Regions from separate parts of the Mus musculus genome. Here regions 1 and 2 are each linked to region 3. Evidence: chromatin contacts called from public promoter capture Hi-C data. All regions are on one chromosome and are shown on one strand. The core of a region is the stretch at or near the end of the contact, and the rest is flanking DNA. Distances in the headings are between cores, read along the strand shown.

What was found. Promoter capture Hi-C pulls out the DNA fragments that hold promoters and counts their contacts.
Region 1: a contact with region 3 is called in a promoter capture Hi-C map of second pharyngeal arch cranial neural crest, with 2.4 times the contacts expected there. The contact joins the promoter of Ndnf here to the enhancer-like site in region 3. A contact is called at or near these places in 6 of 39 promoter capture datasets (the 3T3-L1 cell line, cranial neural crest, embryonic stem cells and 3 more), 1 of 484 Hi-C or Micro-C datasets (cranial neural crest), 2 of 115 datasets of contacts at active chromatin or transcription factors (bone marrow-derived macrophages and embryonic stem cells) and 1 of 9 other capture datasets (embryonic stem cells).
Region 2: a contact with region 3 is called in a promoter capture Hi-C map of second pharyngeal arch cranial neural crest. The contact joins two enhancer-like sites. A contact is called at or near these places in 2 of 39 promoter capture datasets (cranial neural crest and second pharyngeal arch cranial neural crest).

The regions. Positions count from the first base shown.
Region 1 is chr6:65,669,916-65,672,869 of GRCm38.p6, forward strand. Ndnf (neuron-derived neurotrophic factor) reads left to right here and starts at 1,696. Exons shown (of 4, transcript NM_172399.3): 1 at 1,696-2,186. Gm36144 (a long non-coding RNA gene) reads right to left here and starts at 1,332. Exons shown (of 2, transcript XR_869148.1): 1 at 944-1,332.
Region 2 is chr6:66,478,567-66,481,266 of GRCm38.p6, forward strand. No RefSeq gene overlaps it. Among named protein-coding and RNA genes, the nearest start is that of 2610300M13Rik, 13 kb to the left of the region's middle. Within about 2 kb of position 1,300, at least 7 of the 459 cell types and tissues checked have an H3K27ac peak or open chromatin away from gene starts, as enhancers often do. A contact at or near this core is called in second pharyngeal arch cranial neural crest, where this site is marked.
Region 3 is chr6:65,984,588-65,987,296 of GRCm38.p6, forward strand. No RefSeq gene overlaps it. Among named protein-coding and RNA genes, the nearest start is that of Gm23625, 3.8 kb to the right of the region's middle. Within about 2 kb of position 1,349, at least 2 of the 459 cell types and tissues checked have an H3K27ac peak or open chromatin away from gene starts, as enhancers often do. A contact at or near this core is called in second pharyngeal arch cranial neural crest, where this site is marked.

The sequences.
Region 1 (2,954 bases), core at 446-2,945, 310 kb before region 3:
TCAGCTTCATTGGTTGAGACCTACTTTTGTTTCTACCTTGCAGAAGTTTCCTCACTATTAAGTCACTCTTATTTGTCTTCCTAAGAGGTATCAGAGTGACCTTTCTAAATGTGTACCCAATGACACCAACCTTATGATCTGCTTCCTCTTAACAACTTTAATCATTTTCCAAACAACAGTAACTTTCAGAAGTTCTGCCTCCCTGAGCCTGGAGCCTGGGGTGGGAGGCCTTGCTCACTGCACCTGCAATGCAGCCACACCTAACTTCTCCCTGTTCCCAGGGCACCCACGTACTCTGACAAGTTTCAGCCTCTTCATTTACTTCTCTGCAGAGTGCTCTCCTCCTTCCCCTCCTCCATCCTTATTTGCCTGGACTCCACCATACTCCAGAGTTCTGCACTGAAATCTGTATCCCAGCACCTTCTAAGCCTTTTATGGCGTTTACTAAACTATGTCACAGCATGGAAGCATTTAACAAACCCACCTAGAGTAGTAGTGGACCCCCTAGCAGCAGAACTTTGGAAAGTGGGCTGAACTGCTGTCTGCAAGATGCTTGCTTTTCAAAGGCATTTAACAGAAAGCTTATAGTTATAAATGAGGGTTCGATAAGGTTGAATTTCATCTTATCTTTGCTTTGGTGACAATGGAAGTAGATAAGTGTTTTCATGTTTTCAATACAGACACTATTAATGAATCCTGTGTAGTATATTCTTAGAACTTGATTCCCTAAAAGCCAGAGTCTGAAGAAAGAAAGAAAGAAAGAAAGAAAGAAAGAAAGGAAGGAAGGAAGGAAGGAAGGAAGGAAGGAAGGAAGGAAGGAAGGAAGGGAAAAGAGACTTGCTAGTCTAGATTCTCAGTCACGAAAATGAGATTTCTAAATATTACTCCATACCCATACACACACCCAGGCTCAGGCCAGGTTGCTAATTAAGCAAGTTCTTACCATAATTACCTAGTCAGCCTTAATGGATTTCCAAGTTTTGCTGGGCCTCACTGGTCCTGTAGGGTCATTTTTTTTTCAATTGTTAAAACAGCTGCTGAGTTTCAAGCCCCAGAGGCTGAATTTGCAGAGGCAAACGCTCCAGAGTGAAGGCTGGGGCAGGCGGTCTGCGAGAGTCGCCTTCTACGCTTGCTTGCTCGCTCGCTCGCTTCCTCCAACCTCCAGTCTTCCAACTGAACACTCCAGATCACTAACCAAGCTCAGAGTTCCTCTCCATTGTGCTCCCCGGCTTCTGGACACTGAGATGGTCCCCCGTGCGCGTCTAGTCGTGCATCATTGTTGGGGGTCTCAAAGGCGCCCTCCCACCCCTCTCCCCATCCCCGGTGGCAGGGACCTAAAGAAAGCAATGTGTCCTGTGACACCACCCCCCACCCCCCCAACCCCCACCAGACTGCAACCCCACGAGGGTCTTGTGTGAGGAGTACTTGGTCGTTGGACCGGAATGTATGCGCGAGAGAGGCAGCAAAGGAACGTGTGTGTGTGTGTGTGTGTGTGTGTGTGTGTGTATGTGTGTGTGCGTGCGTGTGTGTGTGTGTGTGTGTGTGTGTGTGTGTTGCACGCTGGCGCGCAGCGGGAGAGAGGGCGCGAGGCACGAAGGGGGAGCGGCGGGCAGAGGAAGGCGGGGCAGCGGGCAGCGGCGGGCGGGCTGGGAGGGGCAGAGGCTCAAGCTCTGCAGTGACACCAGGAGCCAGCGCACACTCCTTGCCCGGAGCGGCGAGAGAGCAGAGCTTAGCGAGCCGCGTATGAGCCGCCGCCTCTGTGGCTGGTGCACGGGGCTCTGTCTCTGCAGCCCGCGCCGGCGTTTAGCGAGCCAGTCGTCCGGCAGTGCCAGCTCCACGGGCGCGTTCAGTATCCTCCCGCCACCCAGCGCCCGCACTGACCAGCGCTGTCCTGAGACCCCCGGGCCGGCGCCGCCGTCTGCGCCACTTCGCAGCAACTTCTGCGGCTGCGTGTCGCCGGCCTTCTGCTTGTGTTGGAAGTTTGCAGCGCCCGCCACAAAGTTGGGACACTTGGGCATTACATTTGCCCTAGCGTGCACGTCCCCTCGGTTCGTGGATCCTGGTATTTGACATCTTGGTAGGATCCCCGGACCTGGGCTTTTTCCGCACCACACACCCCCCGGGAAGAAGAAAAAAAAAACCAACCAAACTTTCTTCTTCCCACTAGAAAAAACAAATTCTTTAAGGTAAGGAGCAAGATCGAATCTCACCTCCCCGGGCGCCTTCTTGCGCCGGTGCGGACCTGGCCCGACTGCATTTGCATCTAAGGGCTGGTTTATGGTCGGGGTTGAGGTGCATCCTCACACAGGGAAAGGAGCGACCAGAGACTCTCTAGAACACGGACGTGGGCAGCTCTCACTGAGTTGGTCGGTCTGTGGCTGGGTCTCTGATGTATTTGGTGGGCAGACAGCGGCAGTGCTGGGGAGGTGGACACGCTGCATCGGGCTGGAGTGGAACCCCGGAACCGCCCGCTTTATCCTAGCCCTGACTAGACACTGACTTTGGCCGGTTGGCGGTGGGCTCTTGCTTCTCTCCCCGGGTTCAAAGTCCTCCATATGTGCTAGTTCTGCGGGACTGGGTGTTGGGGCGGGAGGTGTTCGGGGGCACTAGCGTGGGTCTGCGAAGCTTACAGGACTCGCGGAGTGGAGCACGGAGGTGGGCTCCATGCAGACGGTGGCTGCTCGGCGGTGGAAGGAATCTTCTGGGACTAGCCCAGCGACCCCGCGCTTTCTCCTCATTTGTCCTCTGCCACGCAGACCAGCATCCTTAGAGAAACTTCCCTAAGCTGGGTGGTCTAGGTCCCGCTCATACTTTCCGAAGCTTAGCAGAGTAGCTACGGAGGTCCGGACACCCTCCTTCCACCACAGCGGCCACCCTGTGTGGTGACCTCTCCAGTGTGTGTGTGCCGGCCGGAGCTCTCTAGTCCGAGCCACCTTTCTCCTTGTCGCGCGGGC
Region 2 (2,700 bases), core at 50-2,549, 490 kb after region 3:
GGTCAAAGAGTCGGCTCCTCAAGAGAAAGAAAAGTAAACAAAGATTTTCTCATCTGTTCTTCACATACACTTTGGAGACAGAAGCTGAATCAATCCCAGGTTTCTGGGTCTCTGGAAACTTGAATCAATCCTAGGTTCCTGGGAAGCGCCCCAGACCCAACCCTTACTCCTGGAAAACAAAAGGTGTATTAAGTCAGGCCATAGAAAGCCACATAACAGGTTCCCCTAGAGATTAAGGCAGTGCCAACAGCAACTACATGAAGGAAATTGCTAAGTATGCTGACTGTGGGTTCAAAGTGAGGCCAGGAAAATGAGATAGGGAAAGAAAGAAGAGTGTCGCTGCAAGAATCATGTTCCTGAGTTTAGACTATCCATGCTATTCAGAAAACTAAAAATATAAACACAAAGGTAGATTACAAAGACCCCTCTCCCAAGAGACAACTGATGCCAGAAAAAGCCTTTGTAACATCTGAAAGGAGGAGACCCCTGAGAGATGCAAGAAGCCACACTACTAGGTGGTTCATGACCCTGGAGGTGGAAGAAAGCAAACCATTAGACAAATAAATAAATCTAGAAATATTCTAAATTAAAAGATAAGAACAATCAATAAAGAGTGAAACTTAAAATGTTTGACCAATGATTATCACCCCAGATATTCAAGTACAAAGCCTAGAGATTAATTAGCTAGTCACCCCGTATAGAAGCAAAAGGAGAAAAATGTGTATACACACATGCACACATGCAATTGAAGACAGTAAAATACAGAAGGGAAGAAACAAGCTTTGTCGCTAGAAGGACCTTGGTTTAAATCTGGCCTTTGCCACTTCCTAGCCATGTAACATGTGCAGGTCTGTTAAATCCTTTGGTAAAAAAACAGAGCAATATTCCTGAATGAAAATATCCTTAACTCATGAGGTAATTTCAAAATCGGCTGGCATAACTGTGGTAGGCATGAATTCTTAATGGTTTCAACAACAACAACAAAAAACACTTTTAAATGAATTTCTAATTATATTTGTTAATGATTTAATTGAATAGTATTCTGAACAAGTTCCGTTGTACCAAAGCCTCTAGGCTCATTGACAAAATTTCTCACATATATAACATCCATGTGGAGTCTTCAAAAGCATTCCAATAAGCCTCTCACATCATCCATCAGTTACTTTGAAAATAAGCAGACCTCTTTAGAGTGACATCTCACCGGTTCCCTGGTCACCTTTGATCTTTATCTGGGATCCATCCACCAGAGTAACTATAGCACTCTAGGGTCTTCTCAAGTAACAGCCTAGCGTGCCGAGAAAACTCTAACTTTTCTATCTTTCCAAATACACTGTTAAGTGTATTCCTTCATTGTTTTGGTGCAGTTAGCAGGAGGGGGAAGTATATAAAAATGCGTGTGCACATACACATGGTACACATGAGCCATTTAATGTAACAAAGATGTAATTCTACTCTGCCCTCAAAACTTCATTGCTTAGTTAGCATGTTGACTGAGCAAATAATTTTAATAACTCTGATTTTTATTTCTTCTATCCAACTAAAAATCATTATAACATCTACTTTACAAGATTTTTCTCAGGATTGCGTGGATAACATGTTAGAGAGCACTTGGCATACTGTTCATAATACTTACTCAATAAAACCATGCCTACTGTGCAATGTAGCATTTAATATGTCACAGTTTCAAGGACTTAATCAAAAATTAAAGTTGAGGGCTGAAGAGATAGTTCACAAGTTAAGAGTAATTTCTGCTCTTGCAAAGACTCTGAGTACAAGATTGCAGCATCCACATGGTGGCTCACAGATGTGTGAAACTCCAGCTTCAGAGGATCCAAGCCCTCTAGTGGACCCCATGGGCATACCACTCAGATGTGCTTAGACACGTGCTTAGGAACACAGCATATATAGTAAGTGTAGTTTTGCTACTGTTATGAATCCCAAATGTCTGATATACAGGATGTCTAATATTTGATCCATGTGAAAGGGTCATTTGATTCTCCCATAGGAGTCCTGGAGAGATAGCTCAGAACGAAAAAGATAAACAAATAAATAAAAATAGGTAAACTAAAAGATAAATAAACATTCACATTTACTTTCTTCATGCAAATCTTTATATCACTTACTATTATGATCCACATCTGGTAAAAACCAAGAACCTAAGAGGTTAAACAACTCGCCTATAGTCCTACAATTAAAAGCAGAACTACAAGTTCCACTCCAGTGTTTCTACAACTAAACACTATACTTTATATTAAAATTGCCCTGAAATTTTTAGAAAAGAAAAAAGCAGTTTTAATTTTTTTGTCTTTGGACCTAGAGAAATGGCTTACCAGCTGAAAGCACTGACTGCTCATCCAGGGTTCAATCCTCAGTACCACATGGTAGTTCACAACCATCGTGATTTGAATTCTGGGGGCTATGACTCCATTTTCAGGCCTCCACAGGTTTTTCATGCACACAGTACACAAACAGACATGCAGGCTAAATGAAATTTTTTTTGAAAAAAAAAATCCTGCGATTGGCAATGAAATATTTATCAGCTTAAGTCAATTGCTGAGCAGAAAGTACATGGTTTCAGAGAGTTGTAAACACTCTAAGTAACTGCTCAAGAAGAAGTGGATAAGCCATATTCAGAAAATAGCAGGTATGCTCACCTATGCTCATGGGGGTTGCCACTGAAAGTGCCATTGCCAAAGTCCA
Region 3 (2,709 bases), core at 99-2,598:
GTTTTTCTTTTCTGGAGATATCCAGATTTCCAGACATGCTATTTTCAAAAAGCACTTGAGACTCATCACTCCAGATAGTGTGACTGCTCTAAGAAAAGTGGTACCTAGACTTAATTTCAGGAAAATCACAAGGGTTCAGGCTGTTCATTGCATTGCTAATTATTTTATTTTTAATAGTTCTATAATAACACAATTTGGTGATAATGATATTGACAGTCTGTTTATATTATATATGGTCAATATTATTTTAACATGACAATTGTAAACTATAGTTGCAAATTCCTGGGCCTTCCTCACTTCAATGGGTAGGGCCTGCATTATTCTCCTTGAATCTTGACTTGTTAATAACAAGTCTAATGCAGCTAGATTAATATATTATTTTTACACTGTGTCTGGAACAAACTTGCAGAACTTCGGTGCTTTAAAATAACATGAATTCGTTAGCTTAAAGTTCACCCTTTCAGAGTTCAAATTACTTTTCCTGGGCTAACCTCAGTATTCCTCCTGGAAGACGGAAGGTGAAGCAGCGTCCATGGTTTGTTGCTTCTAGGGGTCTTTCTTCCTTGTTATGTCGTTCTTCCTACTTTGTTCGGTTTGCCCCTCTGATCTCTGCTTCCATTTCACTTTCCTCTGCTGTCTCTGGTCTCTTGCCTTTTTCTCATTAGAACCTTTGTGATCATATCAGCACTCCTATAATTAACTCAAAGCAATCTCCCCATGCCAAGGGCCTTCTTTAATCATATCGGTAGATTTGGCCTTGCAATATTAAAGCAATATATTCATCACAGATCTTCTGGCTTGAAGGGGTCTGGTAGCCAGCCTAGCTGAGTTGGAAAACGTTATACAGATTTGCACGCTCTGCGTGATTTTCTCACAGAAGGATGATATTGAGCTTAAAAAGCTACTGAAGTGTGTTACAGACAGCAGCTCACCTGAGCTGTGAGTTGACTGTCAGGACCAATTACATGTGTGAGGAAGCCATTTCAGATGTCCATCCTAGCAGCTTCAATCTCCCTCAGTCTATCTCTGACTGCCCCTGCAAGCTGTCAAAAGGGTTAAAATAGTAAGAAATATGCTTTGAACCCAGTGCAACTTTTCGCATTACTGTACAAAAGAAACACAGATTCACCTGATTCTCTTTGGACTCTTGATCTGACCGCTATGCTTGCAAAGAAGCCCATACTAGCTTGCATGAAGAGATCACAGCAGGAAGTCATGTGTAAATGTTTAAGCTGACATCTCAGATGTAATTTCAGTCAGCACTAATCACTCAGTTTGGGAGTGAAGACTCTTCCACATGATTCTAAGTCTCCCCCCTCCCAGCCTTTACATCTTCCCAGTGGGGCCTGAGAGTTTGTGGGTCAGAAGCTAGGCAGCCCTCCTTGGTCCTGTATAAACAGCTTTCCACAGAATCCAAGGGCCTTACAAAACAGCCATCTTATTACACTAAGTTTGGAGGTAATTTTGTACGAGGAGTAGTTGTTACTCATAGAAAATCAACCCCAAAAGTCAAGAGTATAAAAGAAACTTTTCTCAGTAGATTTTTCTCATGCATGTGAGAATAATTAAGAAAATCACGGGCAAATGTATTATTTCTTTGTTATAAAAACAATACTTCATTCAGTTTGTCATTGAATGCTGTCATTTTAAAATTTTGTGCTTAATATTGAAAGCTATAGAATTCAGGGTGTAATATATGCATTGAAGTTAATATTTTATGACCACTATTTATATACGAAAATAAGTTATAGCAGTCAGTCCAAGAATACTGTAACATACAACTTACTTTTTTCTATTTATCATGTCTTATAACACTGGGTCACATTTTCTCCAAAATTGAATAAGAAATTGTATTTTATACCACGATTGACATTTTTAAGAAATTAAGAGTGGATTAGGCCACAAAAATTTCAAATATTAGCATTTATATTTCTTTCTGATATACACACACTAAAATTTGTTTCTCATAAATATTAGAACTTGAAAGGAGATATTTCCCTCCGTAGTTCTTTTTGATCTTTGCAAGGGGAAACTCAAGGCTTGCCTTTCATGGTCTTTTCTTTTGAATACCACAGGCCATTTCCAAACATCACCAAAAAGCTTTACAAAACTTGTTTATTTCCAGACATGAACATTAACTTGATACCAATACCACTAATACATCGAAAAAGCATATAAATGTGTGTAGTATTTATTACAAAGAGCAACATTTCTTAGCATTATGATAAAATAAATGGTAATACCATTAGTCTAAATTTTGTTTCAATGTTCAGTACTAACTCCATTATGTAATAGACACATTTTAAAGTATTCATCATCATTATTATGTGTGTTGACATGTGCACATATATGCACACATGCCATGGTTTATGTAGAGATCAGAGGATACTTGTGTGAAGTCACATTTATGTGGGTTCTTTGAATTTAACCTAGATTTTCAGGTCTGTCATTTTTACTAACAGGCCTTATTTGGCAGTTTCTAATTCAGTGTTAATATGCTATTCCCCTTTACCCTCTTAACTCACTAGTCCAATGGAACATCTGCTATCAATTAAATGTAATTGACATATGTGTAGCAGAGCTAAGAAGAAAACCCCACCCCATTTCTGCAGTAAAACAACAGAGTGTGTTGTAGATATTGTTTATTACTCTCATCTTTAATGAACAAAAAATGTAGGACAGCTAAAAATCTGTTTGACAAAATCCTAC